Regions from separate parts of the Gossypium hirsutum genome. Here region 1 is linked to region 2. A link is a contact called in public Hi-C data. All regions are on one chromosome and are shown on one strand. The core of a region is the stretch at or near the end of the contact, and the rest is flanking DNA. Distances in the headings are between cores, read along the strand shown. Region 1 holds the start of LOC107887221 (flap endonuclease GEN-like 1). Region 2 holds the start of LOC107887225 (ATPase GET3A).

The links. A called contact is a pair of places that touch in the nucleus more often than the background predicts.
Region 1: a Hi-C map of leaf shows a contact between it and region 2, with 4 times the contacts expected there. The contact joins the promoter of LOC107887221 here to the promoter of LOC107887225 in region 2. A contact is called at or near these places in 18 of 34 Hi-C or Micro-C datasets (callus, fibers, hypocotyl and 3 more).

Annotation. Positions count from the first base shown.
Region 1 is chrA08:103,774,044-103,777,945 of Gossypium_hirsutum_v2.1, reverse strand. It overlaps LOC107887221 (flap endonuclease GEN-like 1), which reads right to left and starts at 2,249. Exons shown (of 8, transcript XM_016811396.2): 1 at 1,948-2,249; 2 at 1,688-1,864; 3 at 1,435-1,605; 4 at 1,143-1,324; 5 at 793-1,039; 6 at 462-597; 7 at 1-241. The coding sequence starts at 2,142.
Region 2 is chrA08:103,633,542-103,637,337 of Gossypium_hirsutum_v2.1, reverse strand. It overlaps LOC107887225 (ATPase GET3A), which reads left to right and starts at 2,056. Exons shown (of 7, transcript XM_016811401.2): 1 at 2,056-2,519; 2 at 2,846-2,970; 3 at 3,535-3,685. The coding sequence starts at 2,259.

The DNA.
Region 1 (3,902 bases), core at 1,000-3,499, 140 kb before region 2:
CACTTGACCTCGTAATATTGATGCCCATATCTTATCTTCACACGTTGAATAGAATGAAACTCATACTGCCCAACTAACAAAGTCTTATTTGGATTTCTCGCCAACTCTCTCAAATACAGGGTGGACAGCATTGGAAGCATCCGCTGCCGAATATAAGACGGCTGCCATGACTGATGATAAGCTAAGAAATCAACTAGCAAGTCAGTTTTTGGATCTCCCCATTCCAGCAAAGGGCCTTTTTCTGCAATAGGAGGATGTAAATATCTTAATATAACATCAAGATCAACCCAAAAATATATCTGTTAAAACAGCGAATTAGACCTTGAAATAATATCAAATGAAAAGAATAACAAACTCATGCATACAAGAATAACTAGTCCTTGACACCCCAACTCAACAACTTGGAGGCTGGCAGAAGTCAAGGCCAAGCAAATAGATACAAGAGAGTATGTAGGACAAACCAGTAAACTCTCCGTGATTGTTGCACATGTACATTTCAATGATCTCATCATTTGGGAATTTTGTTTCCTTGGAAATCAAGTTGCAAACATTAATCCACCAATTCTCATGTTTCTTCTTGTCCTTGTCTTTTCTAACCTGATATTCAGACACCATGAACTACTCAGCAATGAAACTAGGAACACAGTCTGAATTAAGAACATCAGAAGTCCCAGCTTTTAAAGTCATATCAGGTGATACGAGATGATGAAAGAGCAAAACAACAGATCAATAGGCAGTGAGGTAGTAACAATGGTAACAAAAGAGAAAATCAAGACAAATAAGAATATAAACCTTATCACAGGATGAGCAGTTGCACTTAAACCCTTGAGACTTTTTCAAGCAACCTTCATTGCTATCAGTAATACAATATTCACAACAAGACTTAAAATGAGCCTTTTTGCTGCCAGGGTGCCCACAGAAAGAGCAATGAGACTGCTTTGCCTTTGGTGAGCTCTCATCTGAACAAGGTGTAGCATCAGCAGCACATCTAATTTCACCCTGAAATAGTGGTACATGCCCTTTGCCTATTTCATATAATCTGCAAAAACATCATGTCTGGACAGTTATGGAATGATATCACTAAATACCCTCTAGAACTACAGGAAGCAAATAATTTGACAAGTTTACATGTAAAAGCATACTTATCAAATATCTCATCTTCACTAAACCCTCGTACCAAACGAAGTGCTTTATCAAGCCCAATCCCTTGCACGCCATTTAGGTCATGGTCATTTCCAACCAAAAGAGAGACGGCTATCAAGTGTTTCCTCTTCAGTCCAAGACCAGCTTCAATATCCGACATATTGTAGCATTCAAACGGTTCCTGCATATCAAATAACATCCCCATGCTTCAAAAAATCTCGAAAAGGGAAGTAACTAACAAATTGGGCACATTAAAAGAATGACTAACTGGTGAAGTAGGAACAAACTAACTTTTGAATTAGGCCTAAGACTTTTAATAACACAAGTAGCCCCAAAGAGGAATGCATCACTGTCAGCAGTAATACAAGCATCAACATGACCATCTCTATTTAACCGAGCACACAATGCTTCAGCCTCACCATTAGCTTTCAACACTGGCATTCCCAATAGTTCAAGCAGCTCCTACAACAAAAAGCACCCATCCTCAATTAACATAAATTACTAACAAATTTGTAAATAAAAGGGAGGGAAAAAATGAACTCACAACACAGTCATTAACACATTTTTTAAATGTCGAGTTCCTCTCCTTGGAAACACCCTCTTCGGCCACATTCGAAGTTGAAGCATCAATGCCGGAGAAACGGAAAAACCGAACCATCCTTGCTTGAGATTTCAACGGCGACGGAGTTCCGTCCAAAACAAACACCGGAAAGACTCCAAACTGTTAACAATTTAAACCAAAAAGAAAAAATCAACACTCTAAATATCTCACTCGCGTAACTAAGAAAAAGAAATCGAATGTACCTTAGAGAAAAGGTTAACAGTATGGAAGAAAGTAAGCCTGAGATGAGGGTTCAAAGCTTGATTTTTTAAGGCAGTCTCGTGCTGAACGATCCAAAAGGAGAGATCAATGGCGACCTTTTTGTCTCTCAAGAAATCGAATCCTTCGAATCGAGCGTAGGATTTTAGAAGTTCCCAGAATTTGCCTCCCACCCCCATTCCAAACACCAAAAAGTTTCAATTTTAAGCAACCGATATATTCAAAAGAAAAATACAAGAAAATTAAAAGAAAACGAAGCGAAGAGAAATGGAATTCGGCATTTAGCATTTGGAAGATCTTTGGCGGGGGGCCGTAAAACGAAGCCCAAATTAGACGGTACCATAAGCAGGGCTTGGCCCAATATGTGGGAGTCGGGTCAGCATTGGATGCTGTATCGAAAAGAGGGGAGGGGGGCGGCGGGGTCCACGCATCGGTGGAACTAAGATATCGCACGTTGAAGTGTGTAAATAACAGATATTTAGATGGCGACATGTCTGATATTATGAATCTGCAAACAATCTTGTTTCTTTTCCTTTTTTTTTTTAATTTCACATACATTGTAACTCACTATCATGTTTTGTCTTAATTTAACTTTTATAGTAATCGGATAAAATTATGACATGAATTATTAAATCCAAAAAAAAAACATGTAAATTTAAATATATACCATGTAATACCAGCAAAATAATGCTTAAATTTTTAGGGTTTTTATTTGATATATTTTGATTTATAAATTTATATGTGGATAATATTGATAAAAATCTCTAAAAATAGATACATAATTCAATTTAAATTTATATGGATGTATTCACAATATTTTATATTTTAAATGGAAAAGTTAATATTTTTAACTTAGTTAACGTACATGTGGATTGTCATGTGCATGACACATCAATATTTAATTAATTTTTAAAATTTTAAAAATTCAAACAAAATTTTAAAAATTAAAAACATTAAAATTATTTAAGAAGTATTAAAATTATATAAAATATATTTTTTAGTATTTTTTAATTTTAAAAAATTAACTAAATGTTCACATGTCATCGACTTGACAATCCACGTATATGTCACGTTAACAAAGTTATAAACATTAATTTTTTATTCATTTTGAGATAATTTAAAAAATAACAAATTAAAGAATTAAAAAAGACAAAAAATTAAATAAATAACTAAAATAATTTTTTTTATAAAATTGAAGGGCCAAATAAATCATTATACCTTAATTCTGTTTAATAATGGTCTTACTTTACCATAATGTATAATCTTTTAAGTTTTTTTTTAAGCTTTTAAGTATCTATTTTTTTAACATCAGCATCACGTAATTCATTCTAAGTGTATAAATTTATACACTAACAATCTATTAAATATAAATTCTACTATTGTAAATTACTATTGATAAAAAGTTAAATTATGTAAAAAGTTATTCCACTCTTTGTACTTTAAAGATAGTCTCTCTATTTTTTAAATTTAAAAATGTAAATCTAATTGTTAACACCGTTAAATTTTTTATTAGATTTAAGCTTATTACATTGTCATTTTATTTGTTATATGACTATCAAGTTAGTGTTTTTTTAATAAATTTAACATTATTAACAATTGGACTTAAATTATAAAATTTGAAAGGACAAAATACACTAGTAGTCACCCAACTATTAGTAATTTTTTGTCACTCAACTATGAAAAGTTACAAAAATGGTCACACAACTATTAATAAATTTCATTTTTGGTCACCCAACTATGAAAAGCTACAAAATGGTCACTCAACTATTCAATTTTATCTTTTTTGATCATCCAACTATATTAGATTTTTTAGTGTTTCTATTTTTATGTTAGATGGTGGGTGATAAAAAAAAAGATAAAATTAAATAGTTGAGTGACAATTTTGCAACTTTTATAATTGAGTGACAAATTTTTTTTTACTAATAATTAAGTGACTACT
Region 2 (3,796 bases), core at 807-3,306:
AAATATAGTATAAGTATTAAAGTGATAATTTAACTATAATATAGGGGCAAAAAAGTATTAATATTTTATCTTTCATTATAAGTTGATGTCATAGATGATAGATGAAATTTCAAGTACATTTATCAACCCGCTGAGGTCAAAATTTATGAATATTTTAAAAATAAATATTATATGTTTTAATTTTTTTTGAATAATCTCATTATAAGTTCTAATCATATCTATTCTTTTTAACACAATGTTTAGAACTACCCGTAGCCCCTCTCATAAATAGGAGGATAATATATTTCAATGCACTCGAATCCATGTCCTCTTGCATTGATAATAATGCTCATGCCAATCGAGCTAAGATTCAGTAAACATATGTTTTAAATTTTTTTAACAAATATATCATTTTATTAAATTATAAGAGCTTCTTATTAATCAAATGAACTTTAGTTTAGTTCAGGGTGTAGCTAGGGGCTGTAAAGGTGCATCCGTCATAATTTCTCTACAACATGTCTGAGATGTAAAAACAGTGAGGAGACTCATATCCATGCTCTGAAAGAGTGCCTGAAGGTTCGTGAAACCCTTATTATCGGAGGCTTAAACAATAGGCTTCTTGACAGAAACTATGTTCGCTGCATTGACTGGTTGAAGATATCTTGCGTGAGCTTGACTCTAAGGCTGCTACTGGCTTCTTCACGCTCCTATGGAACTGCTGGAACAACAGAAACAAGATGGTTTTCCAGGGCAAAAACGATCCAGCTATGGTGGTGTGGGAAAGGGCACAGACCCATAGTAATGATTTTAGAATTTTTAATTTGAATGAACCCCCTGTGATTCCCCCTACTCGGTGTGTAAAGGTTGGATGAAACCCCCTAAAGATTTTATTAAAATCAATGTGGATGCAGCAGTGTTAAATGGGTGTATCTGCTATGGGGCTATTGCGAGAGAGGCTGATGGGTTTGTGCTTGCTGGCTGCTATGGCTTCGCAAATAAGGCCATCGATGCTGTTTGGGCAAAGCTAGAGGCGTTGACTTTGGGCTTGAAGTTGGCCTCAAATTTAAAATTGTCCAAGCCTATTATGGAGTCTGACAACGCTACTCTCATTAATACAATCAAAAACCGTGATAAGGATGTCACTATTTTCGGCTGCTGCATGAAACAGGAATGCAGGGGTATTAGAAATTTTGAAGCGATCCATTTTAATTGGATTGATAGAAACAGTAATGAAGTTGCGGATTTGCTGTGTAAAATTGCTATTAATAACAGATGTGATTTGATGTTTAATTTGGATTATCTTTTGGAAATCCACTATGTTATTATTCGAGATGCAATAAAATAAGGTTGACCTTCAGGTAGTTTTTTTTGTCAAAAAAAATTATTATTTAAGTTTTTTAAAATTTTAAATTAATAAAAGTAAAATTGTACTTTGGCCTCTCTTACAAATGATAAAAATTTGATTTAATCATTTTAAAATTATAAATATATAAGCTATTAAAATGGTGAAATTATATTTTTATTATTATAAAAATTATAATTTAGTTCTGGCCTCCTCTGAAAAAAAAAATTCTGGCTTCGCTCTTGATTTAGTTGCGATTGATATTATTATAGCAATAAAGAAGATTTGTATTTAAACATGTTTAAGTAGATTTGGTTAGGCATTTTATAGAAAAAGAATTTTTTGTATAAAACATTTTAAAAATGATATATATTATTAACATAGATTTATAATGAATTTCAATAAATAAAATGTCTAATTATACTTCCATTTCCTATACTCTTTGGATTTTTTAAATTTATAATCTCTACTTTTGAATTTACTCCTTTTACTTATTTGATTTGATTGTTAATTATTTTCTAAAATTTAATTATATATTATCAATTGAAATTTAATTTTTAAATTGAAACTTTGAGTATTAAAATATTACACATTTGTGTAAGTTATTAATAATGTTACCGGTTGAATTTCAATTATTAAAGTAAAGAGACTAAATTTTAAAGGTCCTAAGAGTATAGGGACTATAGGTTAATTAACCTAAATAAAATAAATCTCTATTCAATTAGATTTTTCATACGCCGCTTGGACACAAATCGAGTCCTACGACGAACTTTAGACGGGTTGGATTTGTGCTTTGTTTTGAAAACACGAAACCAAGAAAAGAAAAGAAAAGAAAAGCCTCCGACAAATATAAACTTCGATTTTCTTCCTAGACTTTCTGGGTGCTTCAAATTCTTTTCCGAGAAAAGAAGAAGAACCGAAGTGTGTTAGAAAAAAAATGGCAGAGAATCACGAATTACCAGAGGCAACTATCCAGAACATACTGGACCAAGATAGCTTGAAATGGGTTTTCGTTGGTGGCAAAGGAGGTGTTGGTAAAACCACTTGTAGCTCGATTCTTTCCATCCTTCTGGCTCGGGTCCGATCCTCTGTCTTGATTATATCCACCGATCCTGCTCATAATCTCAGCGATGCTTTCCAACAACGATTCACTAAGACTCCCACTTTGGTCAATGGCTTCAACAATTTATATGCCATGGTACCCTTCTTATTTAATTTTGCTTTCTGGGTATTCGTGGATTTGCTTTCCTTTTTTCTTTTTCTGAGATTTACTCTTTTTTTTTTGTAAATTCGGGGTTTTGAGATTTGTCCTGTTTTGAGTTTGATTGCAAATACCTAGTCCGTAAATTCTCCAATTTTAACTTCTTTCACTTGAAACAAAGTATGATTTTTCATTGTAACCTGGTAATCGATTCACCCTGCTTAATGCTTAGCTTCTGTGTTGGTAAAACTTCATAATATGATTTTGCCGATTTTTGTCACTATTTTGTCCCTTAATTGTTTACTATTAATGATGCATAATAGGAAGTGGATCCTACTGTGGAAAACGAAGATGTGAATGGACCTGAAGGAATGGATAGTTTATTTTCTGACTTGGCAAATGCAATTCCAGGAATTGATGAGGCAATGAGCTTTGCTGAGATGCTTAAGTAAGACATCTTCTCCTTCTGTTTGATGCTTTGATTGTGTGATAAATCATTGAGATGCATTAGCTGTTTATTGCTTCTTTTGGGTTTTTTTTTTTATATTGATATTTTTTTCAAACAAGGTAATGGTTGCTATGGATGTTTTATTAAAGGCTTTCAACTTTCTCTCTCAGTGTGTTCTTAATTAGCCAGTCTCAGAAAAGGGCATTCACTACTACATTTCTTGTTTAGGAAATATTACTGATCAGCAGTGCTGATTGAACCCATTCTCTAGGTTTTAGCTTTGAAAGTTTTAATTCTTTTATTCAAGTGTGACCTAAATAAATAGAGTGGTCAAATCGAGGACTTTGCTTGTTTCGTACTGTTTTTATCCTCATTTCCACCGGTTGATGATAGTAGGATTTATTTGAAAATTACCCCTTCTTTCCCCAAATATTTTAGATTAATTATGATGGCTTCTTTCTTTTTAAACTTTTTTTTTTTGCATGCCCTTTTTTGCCTTCTGCTGGTGTTTTTTTCATCCGCCTTTTGATCTTTTGTTGTCTGAATGTAATCCTTTTCCTGCAGATTGGTACAAACAATGGATTATTCTTGCATCGTATTCGACACTGCACCAACTGGACATACTCTTCGGCTTTTACAGTTTCCTTCTACATTAGAGAAGGGGCTCGCAAAAATGATGTCATTAAAAAGCAAATTTGGTGGCATATTGAGTCAGGTATAATAAAATTTTATATTATCCTTTAGCAGCATTTCAAAAAAAAAAAAAAAAAAACTACTAATCTTTCTTGAATATCTTATTTCTAGTGATCAGTTCGTTCAATACTTT